Linked DNA regions of Danio rerio: region 1 is linked to region 2. Evidence: chromatin contacts called from public HiCAR-type data. All regions are on one chromosome and are shown on one strand. The core of a region is the stretch at or near the end of the contact, and the rest is flanking DNA. Distances in the headings are between cores, read along the strand shown.

Region 1 (5,168 bases), core at 277-2,776, 190 kb after region 2:
ATGTTTAACACTGCAAGAAAATGTTTACGGTATAACGGTATAAATAATTTGGTAAGAAAAATGACTAACAAAGTAATTTGGAAACATTGTAAATGATGAAAGAAGAATTTAACATGTCTTAATGAACAAAGTTTGGAATGCATATTTGATGCATACGTTAAAATGGTTCTTCCTCTGCTTTTAAACTCATAAATGAACACTTGTGATCGGTTCATGAGACCGGCCAGATTATTGAGTACCGATTGAGTCATAAAATGTAATTATCTCTGGCCGATCGAACGGAGCATCCCCAGTATTTTTGTACTGGAGAAATTCTTATTTCTTTTAGTTTGGTTGGAATAAATTTTTTTAATCTATTTTTAGGTTCATATTATTAGCTTTTTAAATATATATATATATATATATATATATATATATATATATATATATATATATATATATATATATATATATATATATATATTTTTTTTTTTTTTTTTATATATACAAACAAACCCATATAAAACCCATATAAAAATATATATTTTTTTAATAGATACAAACAAACCCGTCTTCTCCAATAACGTGCCTAATAATAAACTAGTTAAGCCTTTAAAATGCACTTTACTTGTATCTTGCAAAATGATGAGTAAAATATTATTTACTGTCAGTGTGACAAAGACAAACTTAGTTATTATAGATTAGTAATTAAAACAATAATATTAAAGAAATCATCTCTCCAACTAACAGTACTGTGAAATTCTATTTCTTTTAAAATGTTTCCAAAAGAGTGTTAATAATTTAAATATACAGGTCAGAATTAAGGATTTAAATTAATGAGTCATACATAACTTCACAAAATTCAAGTTTCAATTTTAGATGAAATCAGTAATTCTTCAATCTTCTAAATGAACATGCATGAATAGAAAATGCATTTTAAATAGTTTCTTTCCCTCATCTGTTGGAATAGCAAGAAAATGAACAACCATCTGTTGAAAAAACCAAGCAACTTAATCTACTTTGATCGCTATCATAGACATCAGTTTATGTCTTCAAACTTCAATCTGTTTTAACAGTAATTGAACTTTTTGTTAACCGAAATAATAAAATCGTGTGATTGAAGACTAAAGACTGAAGCTTCATTACTACATGTCAACTGCTCTTTCTTAGTCGAACGCAGAGCTGAATGTTTGCTGTGATCATACCTGTCAAAATTTAACAAGCAGCTGAATAGCAGTCATTTAGGAAAAAGAGTGTGTGGGTGAAGAGCAGCTAGAGAATATGTACATTAAAACATTACTGCATGTATTATTTTATACTTCAATATATTACTATATAACTATATAAAATAAAAAGAATTACAACTCTAAAATTGACTGCAAGCAATATATGATCTCGCCTGCTGCTTTTACGAGTACTTAAGTACTTGACTTCCTTTACAATCATCCTTAAGCAAGGAAAATGGTGATGTCATCATCATCAATGGGTCACATCCCTGCAGGCACTCATGATAAAGGCATTTTAACTGTCCGGCAGTCAACATGACTCACTCAATGTTCTTGTGAGTGGCTCCTCATTTACAGAGGATAAGCCTTTCTGATGTTTGACTCACAGCCGTGCGTCTGCAGTTAATGAGCTCCCTTGATGTGCTTTTGGAACGCTTGCTGTCTGCATAGTCCGCTAATCACCTTCTCTCTTTCTTCTCTAAAGAGGCTTTTGAGACCAAAAGAGTCACAATACCTTCAATGGTTCCCCATTTTGTTTTTCTTCCCAAGAGTCGTCTCCCATTGACCTGGTACTCCTGGTCACTTCCTACTACTGCGAAAGGGATCATCTCCTAATGGAGATTAGAAAGAACCAAATAATATCACCATGTTTTCAATGAACTACGAATGTTTTTTTTCTTGTAGTGCAAGCTTACTCTTATTTTCTCATTAATCATTCTGTCCTCTGCATCCTCGTCAAACTCTTTCTGTGGATAGACGTCAATCCCATTGGCTCGAAGCTCTTCCCTGATCTGCACAAAATTAAAGCAAAGTACATGGGCCAAACGTGAATAGACCTTCAAGCATCATAGACAAGCTACCGTTTCTTTGAATGTACTGTATTTATTAGGTATACAAGTAAAATGTTAATGTTTGTTTTATTCTATACCATTTCAAATTCCAATTGCAAATTAAAAATTCAAATGTCATTAATAGGGATGCAATGATTAACCTATTTCGGTATTAATCGTGCTTTAATTCGTTGCGGTTAATTAGGCATAAAGGCCTCTCAACACGAGCTTCTGCATGGAACAAAACTGCTGCAACTAAAAGTTATGCCAACTGTGCTCTAGTTAAAAATTCCAAGCTTGTACACAACACGCACGCACAAAGGATTAAAGGCTGATTTTAACTATGACTGAGGCTATTAAGGTAGGGCCATTCACATTTCCTGTCTTTTGCGCGAGCACAATGTCATCATTTCCAATCCCAAGTTATTTAGAGGATTTCTTTATTATTATTATTATTTTTTTTTTTTTTTTGCAGAAAATGACAAATGGCCAAAACAGCAAATGTTTTCGAACAGGAGTTATTTCACTAAATACTGTTTTCTTTTGTATTTAAGACTAAAAACATGGTTTCTTCATTTATTATTTACAACCTATTATTCTTCAATGATTAAACTACAAACACTACATTTTAACCACACAGCTATAATATCAAACAGAATATTTTCACAACTAATAAACTTACAAAACTTTATGGGGGTTTTGTCCATTAACAATCCATTTGAAATCAAAGTTATTGGATGGTGGACTCAATATGTTAATTTGAAGGATTTCTATAAACTAGTGTGCTCCAAAAAGTGACAGAATTTGCATTAAAAGAAGCTCCACCTAAATGAATCAACCATTTTTTTTATATCACCGCATACTTCAGTTTTTCATCAAATCCTGACCAAACAAATGCTCTCTAGTATCTAACATGCACCATCCCCTTGCGATATGTGATTGCTGTATGCGCTTAAACTTAACTACTCTTACTGCAAAAGCTATGATAAAAATGAAATGCTATTGCCTGTTTTGTTTTTAAAAAGAGAAAGGGCTACTCTATTTCTGCCCATTATTTATGTTTCAGTTCAACTTACATCACACATAAAAAAAAATAAAAATAAAAATAAAAACTGCACTTTACAAAGCACTTCACAGGATCTTTAAAGTTTTTTTTTTATCTATGGTTTAATCTGATAGATAACAGTAAACTGTAAACCCCAAAAGTTAGGGTACATTTTATGAAACTGATTGCAACAAACCATTTAAGTTCAAAAACTAATCCTAATAAGTACTATGAACTTAATCCGTTTGAGTATATGAAGCAATTTCAGCACAGTAAACACAAAAAATGAAGAGAACTCAAACCAATTGAGTGCTGTAAAACCCAATAAGTTAAGGCAACTCAAACTGTTTGAGAAAACTGATTGTTACAAACCAATTGAGTAAAAAAAACTAATCTATGAGTACTGTGAGCTTAGTCCATTTAAGTTGAAGTAATAAGGTATTTAATTAACTCATTACCTTCAACACAGAGTTCAAAACTCTTTTCAAATGAGTTAACTTTCAGTAAATTTTAAGTTAATTTGATAAAGTTGACTGTTGGGATTTACGGTGTACAGGAAATTGAACTCAATGTACATCCCTCAGAGCTACAACAGTCTGCAAGAGACAACACATAGTGATCATGGACTTCTCTGAAACTACTTTGGGATTTTTTTGTCCTTGGTAAAGAAAAAACGTTTTGAAATCTGACAGCCAATTTTTATTTTTTTTTTTTTAAAAAAGAGAAAGGTCTAGAGTATTTCTGTTTTAATACTCATGCAAAAAAAAACACGCCAGCACAAGCAGTTGCTGACGTTGGCAATCCCTTCCTTTCTGCTATGTGAAATGCAACTAACAACCCCAAAACAGATGTTGCTTACATACACCTCATCACACCATGTGTCACCTCAGTCTCATACCATTACTCAAAAACTGCAGAAACTCTTACACTGACTTTGTTTCAGCATAATAAAAATACTTTTTTTTTTGCTGTGTGAATTGTCTGAAGTAATCAAACCTCACATTATAAATAAGCAGTATTGTTTCTGCAGGAGTAGTAGACTAGACACCATCTGCAATCTTGGAAACCTCTTAGGAAAGAAAAAGAGTCAGTTTGCCAACTTCAGCTAGAATAACAACATGACAGCATGTACCAGTTCCTCCACGCATCAATGCATTGGTTTGTGGTCTTCAGAGTATTCCAATGGGGATCACAGCACAAAGATCCGCACTGTATTTTGTCTGTTATTTAAAACCTCTCAGTCCATCTCTTTGTTAGATATGAATTCGTACATCTTAAACATAGAAAAGAAAATACAATGCCTACCATAAAGAAAAGGAATAGTATTTAATAAATGTGTTGCATGGAAAGTTCTTTTTCATGCTCTTTTTATATTTAGTATCTTTCTTTTAAATTTATTGATCTTATTTGTATTTTTATATGATTGTTTCGAGTTCTTGCGTTATCTGTATACACCCAGGGTCTGAGAGTAATTCCAATTCTCTGCATGTCTGTAAATGTGGCTGAACTAACAAACCTGACTTTAACAATGTATATGGAAACAAGATTTTGAAAAATGTTTATGCTATTTTCAAGAAATCATTTAGAAAACTCAAAAAGTCATGTAGTACAACATGCTTATATTTTTCTTGCAAAGTTTCTTATGTATATATTCCTCACAGTTCTGTCTATAAAACATTTGAAATAAATTCTTAACTCAGATACTAGGAATGCACCGATCGATAGGCTAGAGATAAGCATCGGCCAATAATCACATTTTATGACTCGATCAACTCGCCTATCTGGTCGTCTCATCCAACAGTAAGACCTCTGCCGGAAGATACGCAAGTCTCCCGCATATTCATAGCTGCTCTGTTAGACCCGCAAATCATGGCGACAAGAACGAATGGTGGATGAGCAAGAGAACAGATCACGAGAGGCACATTGATGTTCAGACATTACAGCTGTTAGGTTAAATAAATAGAACTTTTTTTATTAGTTTTTAGGCCTATTTACTTTTACTAAATAAGTCATAAATGTATATGTGTGCATTTTAACTTTTCCAAACTTTTTCTTCAGGGAGACATGTTAAATGATTATTCCATCATT
Region 2 (5,684 bases), core at 709-3,208:
ACTATCTTGCATAGATTTGGGGGCTGGAGAAAAAAAAAAGTTTTTTTATTCTTTTTTTTTTAATTACCCAGGTTTACAAACAACAGAAACAAACCCTTTTACTTAATTTAGAAAAACCTGTGCAATCCTGCAGTACATTTTTGCAACAACAGGGGGCCCTGTTGTTACACATTCAAAGCTCTGATAACTAGCACCTGACACCATGTCATTCAGCACTCAAACGCAAAAGCAGTATCATTGCATGTGTTTTGCATTTTAAATAAAGTAAGAAAAATTAATTTAAAGATTTTACATAAAATATACCCAACCAATGTGCTACTTTCCAAAGTTTTAGATATCGAGAAAGAATGTTCATTTTGTAAAAACAGTGAGGAATCCTTATGTCACTTATTCGTTGATTGTCAGTGTGCAATTATTTTGGAAGGACTGTTTTTCTGATTATTCTGCTAAAAATAATATGTTGATAACATTGAATGCAAAAGAAATTATTTATTTTGAAAATGGTGATAAACAAATTAACAATTTTGTTAATTTGATCATTTTAAATGGTAAATTTTTCATCCACAAATGTCGACTTTCAAAATCTCCTCCTTTATACAAGATATTTGTCAACGAAATTATTCTGTTAAAGAAGTCTCTCAAAGTTGTAAAAAATGTAAAAGCTCTGTCTATTGTAAGCTATTATGAATCTGTTCTTGGCGTCTTGTGAATGTCTTCCTTTTGTTTTGTTTTTTTTGTTTTTTTTATTTTATTTTAATTATCTTTGGAATTTTTGCTTGTTGCCTGTTTTTGCTGTATTTGTAAATTACTAATGCATAATAAAAAAAAATACAAAATAAAAAAAAAAGTATCATTGCATGCGATTCCTTAAAATCTTGTATAACAATTTAAAGCAATTAGAATATTGAAACTAACCAGGTTTGCAGGGGGCAGATCCAGGGGGTCCATTGCCTCGGCTATAGACCTCAGGGCCGTTTTCACCCCAGCTGCCACAGCTACCTGGGGGTTTGCCCCATGCTGAAGTGCCATTGTCCACACTTGCAGCAGGAGCTGCTGGCTCTCCCCATAAAGGTTCAGGTTTTGAATGGGCATTTGTCATCTCTCCCCATCCTGCATAAGAATACTGCAAACTTCAGGACAAATTCAGGGTTTTCACAACCCTTTTCTACATAGCTAAACAATGATAAAACGGGCATCATTTAATAAATAGTTCATGTAATAAATAAGGGGGAAAGCGTATCATCATATTCTGCCATTTTCAAAGTAAACCTAGGTATTTTTAATAATATGACAACACCTTTATATAGACCATTTCAATGTGGTCATGTCATTGGCCCATGAACATTTCCTGCTTGTTATCAAACGATTTCATAACTGTAACAAGAGGCAATTCAATCGTAACTTAATGTTAAATCAGCTGTCATTACATTATTTATCAATATGTGGCTCTTTTTCGACAGCTAAAGAAATGAAAAATGTAAAACAGAAAATACATTGGGACCATTGTTTTTGTTTACATCTCCTAAAATGATCTTTAGATTTATGACAACTCCTTTTATTGTCGTAAGCACACAGAATATGAAAACACTAATGTCAGATCTGAAAAATGTTTACAGTTTTAAACAAATCAATTCCGAAAATTACAATTAAGGTAATATTTTGAAACACCATTAAATTTTACTTATACTGGTATACTTGCACTGTGCTAATGTCCTGTACTTTTTTTTGCAAAACAACTTTGCAATATTTCCTCGACAAATAACATCATAATTATAACTGTAACTGTAAAACATATTGGAATAAAAATTAGCTCCTCTGTCTTAAATGGAATAGTATGCTGCAATTTTAAATGTCTGTTTAGTTCTTGGCACAGGGGACATCTGAGGATGCCATGTTAAATACAGCTTTGGCAGAAGGAGTGCAAATCTACATAGAAACAGCAGAGGGCGCCGGGTCTGTTCCAAGTATCCTGCTGAGGCCTACTGATACTCCCCACAGATGACAGCCAAACTCTAATTACACACTGCATCCTGGCTCAAATAATATGTTGAACTTCACTCATAGACAGAATGCAAACACTATTACTGCAGCATTACTCACATTTTACTTATGACAACATAATCTAAAGTATAACTACTATCTAGTTAACTAGTTATATTTAAAAGGGTAAAAGTAAAAAGCTGTGTTTCTCACCTGGATTCATGTGGGTTGTTCTATTGTGAGATGGCCCTGTTTGATGTGGGCCAGCGTTATCAGGAGAAATGTGATTATTGTTTGAGTTTGGCCCTCCATGGTTGTGGGATTGTATGGGAGGCTGATTATGATGGGGATGATGATGATGGTTGTTGGGTACATTGTTGGCATTGCTAGGTCCTGGTTTGCCTTGCATTCCAGGGTTATTCCTGTCCCAGAGATTGACTGTTTTGTTGTAAGTGCTTGGGTCACCCCAAACTGAGGTACCATCATCGATCTCCATCTTACGGCGAATGGAGGGTGGAGAGGGCTCCTCCCATCCAGTGGGGTCTCCAGTGTGGTCAGGTTTAACACCTCCACCATTTCCTCCATTCCATCCAGAGCAACTCTGCTTTACCGAGCTAGGACCTCCCCAAGAACCCATGCTTCCACTGGTGCTATTGCCATTGGTACCCTCCTGAGGCTTGTTATTCCATCCTTGTGGTGGCACACTGGGGCGTTGTGCTTCTCCCCAGTTTCCTCCTACTCCAGCAGAAGGCTTGGTCCATCCTCTGGATCCCTCATTTAAGCCTGTACCCTCTCCCTCCCAGGTAGAGCTGGAGGGACCATTTTTCTTTCCATCTCCAGGTTCACCCCATTCTCCTCCAGAACCACTTTCTCCACCAGGTCCATTACCCCACCCGTGAGATTTGGGTCCCTCAACCCAGCACTGTGGTTTGGCTTTAGCGTGACTGTCTTCCCAGGTCGGAGACTTCTCTTCCGAACCCCAAGTCTGACCACTTTTCTGCAGGTTGCCTCCTGGGCCTCCAGCTGAGGTGCTGCCCCAATCTCCAGGACCAATTGAAGGTTTCTTGTTGCTGGTTGTATCTGCCCAACCAGAGCCAGCCTGGGGTGATGACATTGCTGTGCCCCATCCAGGTGCAGCACCAGTACTAGGGCAGGGGCCTTCACTCTTGCCTCCAGAGTCAGGTCTGGATGTAGTGCCTGAGTTTGGGTTGGCACTGCCAGAATTAGATGTTGGTCCTACATTGGCTGCATTTGAAGACGAGCCCCAGGCCTCAGTTCCAATGTCATTCTTGCGGTTGGAGCGAGCAGCTTCTTCGGTTTCCCAAGCAGTATGCTGCCGCACAGGTGTTTGTCCCCAGCCTGTGTTGCACAAAACCCGAGGATCCATATCCTGGGCAGGCAGAATAGGAGAAGTCTCATCTCTTGATGATCGATCCCTCCTGCGATGATGGCATTCCATGCTGTCACTACTTCCCTCACTAGCTGGGGCATTGGGCCCACGGACCCAAGAATTTAGCTGCTGTTCTTGGGTGGGAGAGCCTGAAGAATTCCATCCTTTGGTGTCAATGTTGGAATGCTTACCCCAGTCACCAGATGAGGCAGCTTGTCCCCAGCCAGAAGTGCCCGAGGCCCCTCCTTGTACCCAGTGCCCTGAGTCCCAATCAGAGTCTTTTGAGCCACCACCAGACTTGGCATCTCCATTACCCCAAATAGGTTCCCTATCCCCGTTGACCTGCGAGGATCCTCCTTGGGATTGAACAAATGAGCCCATGCCTGGAGGTCCAACCCCCCAGTTTGACAGGCTGTGACCAGGACTTCTGGGCTCCTGCTTAGTGTGATTTGGTCCATCAGTGTTAAGGTTCTGAGGTTCAGAGCTGAAAGACACATTCGTGGATGGGGTGGAGTGTGGCTCTGAGGAGTCACTGGGCATAATACTACCCCATGTGGTACTGCCATTGCCACTGCCACCATTACTTGCAGAATTTCCATTGGGACCACCTATACTGCCACTGTTGCTAGAGCCCTGGCTGGGCAGAGTGCCCGGTGGGCTACAGAGATTAGGAGGAGGGTTGCTTCCCCCTGAGCTGCCGCCACCCATGCCAGACCCTTCATGCCCCAGAACTGGCCAGGCAGAGGGGTTGGCATTAGGGTTTAAGTTCAAGTTAAAGTTAGAGGAGCCCCAACCCCTGGCTCCCACTGATGTGCTGGAGACTTCATTCTTCCCTTCTCCACTGGCAGGAGATTGGCCAGAGCCCCAGCCTCTGCTGGCCCCACCCTGACTAGAGAGCAGGCCTCCTGAGTGGCTGACATTGGCTTTGCTTGTGTGATTGGCGGAGAAATGGCCTTGCTGGCCAGCTCCAGTGGCCATGCTCATGCTGCTGATGTCACTGATACTTTCAGTGTCCAAAGGGCATCCTGCAGGAACGTGGCTTTCTTTGCATGAAATTGATGGCCAAGCCTCCGTATCGCGCTCGTCAATAATCAGTGGATCCCAGCTGCTGCAGCTGTTAGTAGAGGCTGTAGTGGCACTGCGACTGGGGGGTATATTCTCATAATGCGCTGTCAGGCCACTTTGCGGGGGCAGCTCTACAGAAGGAAAAGGAGAAAAAGAAAGTATTTAATACAATGGAATGTATGTAATGTATATTATTTCCATTTAAAAAAAAAAAAACAAGGGACTTTTATGCTGTACTCAAATTGTTTTTGTAGTACTAAAATTAAAACAAATAAATAAATCATACAAATATAGATGCAAAAACCTCAGAAAGAGAAGTATTACACACACACTAAATTCCACAAAACTGCAAAAAAAAAAAAAAAAAAAAAGGATTCTGCTTTATAGCTATGGTCACAAAATACAAAAAAAATCATACATATATGTATACATGCATATATAAACCGTATGCACCAGTAACGGTGTGTACAGGTTCACATGCATCTCCTAGCTTGGAGTCATCATCTTTAACTGCTGTCACCAAAAAGCCTTGGTTATTCCAACCACAAGCATCTCCCTCTGCTGGACTGACAGGTTACAATCACAGACTTTGCATTCAAAGAAAATGTTCATTCTAAATTTGACACACTGATAACCAATTTGAATGCAATGCAAATGCCCACATATGGCTACCAGGATCCTGTTGTGTTAATTAGTTGGCAAACGCTGCCCAGCCTCCTGGCACTTGCTCAACTCTTGTTGTTGTTTTTGTGTGGCTTTGCATGCGCAGGAAAGACTCAGTCTGTGTCAGATCTGAGCAAAGCAGCAGCGCTCATGCACACCAGGCATTCTGTCAACCGCAGCAAAAAACAAAACCAAAAACCCCTTTGAACCAAAGATAGGAAAAAAAGGGGGGGAGTGTATGAAAGATAGTCTTTTTCCAACACAAATGCTGTCCTTCTGAAAAGTCACTGCGTAGTAAAGGACGCCATTTTATCAAATCTGAACTGAAGCCAAAAAAGCTTAGAGCTGCCGTCAAGATCTTACAGTGTCTAGCGAAAGAAAGCTTATCAGATAAGCACAGCAAACCTCTACCCCCTAATAATCTCTAACAAGCAATGCAATAGCTTCAGGGATTTGCATTTTATTTGCAGTTATTTGAATGCTTTGCTTCCAAATCAAACAGCAGCAGTACAGAAGAGAGCAAAGCAAAGCAAAGGAAATGCCTGTTATCAGTGCGCGGAAGACTGTACTATGAGGATAGAGGGGG

The links. HiCAR-type assays count read pairs that join an accessible place to other places.
Region 1: a contact with region 2 is called in a HiCAR-type map of caudal fin, with 3 times the contacts expected there. The contact joins two enhancer-like sites. A contact is called at or near these places in 3 of 18 Hi-C or Micro-C datasets (embryo, hematopoietic stem cells and an unstated tissue) and 1 of 4 datasets of contacts at active chromatin or transcription factors (caudal fin).

Annotation. Positions count from the first base shown.
Region 1 is chr3:33,315,110-33,320,277 of GRCz12tu, forward strand. It overlaps septin9a (septin 9a), which reads right to left. Exons shown (of 12, transcript NM_001423665.1): 9 at 1,901-1,996; 10 at 1,720-1,816. Among named protein-coding and RNA genes, the nearest start is that of septin9a, 120 kb to the right of the region's middle. Within about 2 kb of position 1,527, at least 5 of the 62 cell types and tissues checked have an H3K27ac peak or open chromatin away from gene starts, as enhancers often do.
Region 2 is chr3:33,128,558-33,134,241 of GRCz12tu, forward strand. It overlaps tnrc6c1 (trinucleotide repeat containing adaptor 6C1), which reads right to left. Exons shown (of 21, transcript XM_073944712.1): 4 at 2,194-4,566; 5 at 916-1,110; 6 at 1-23. Among named protein-coding and RNA genes, the nearest start is that of znf207a, 44 kb to the left of the region's middle. Within about 2 kb of position 1,959, at least 4 of the 62 cell types and tissues checked have an H3K27ac peak or open chromatin away from gene starts, as enhancers often do.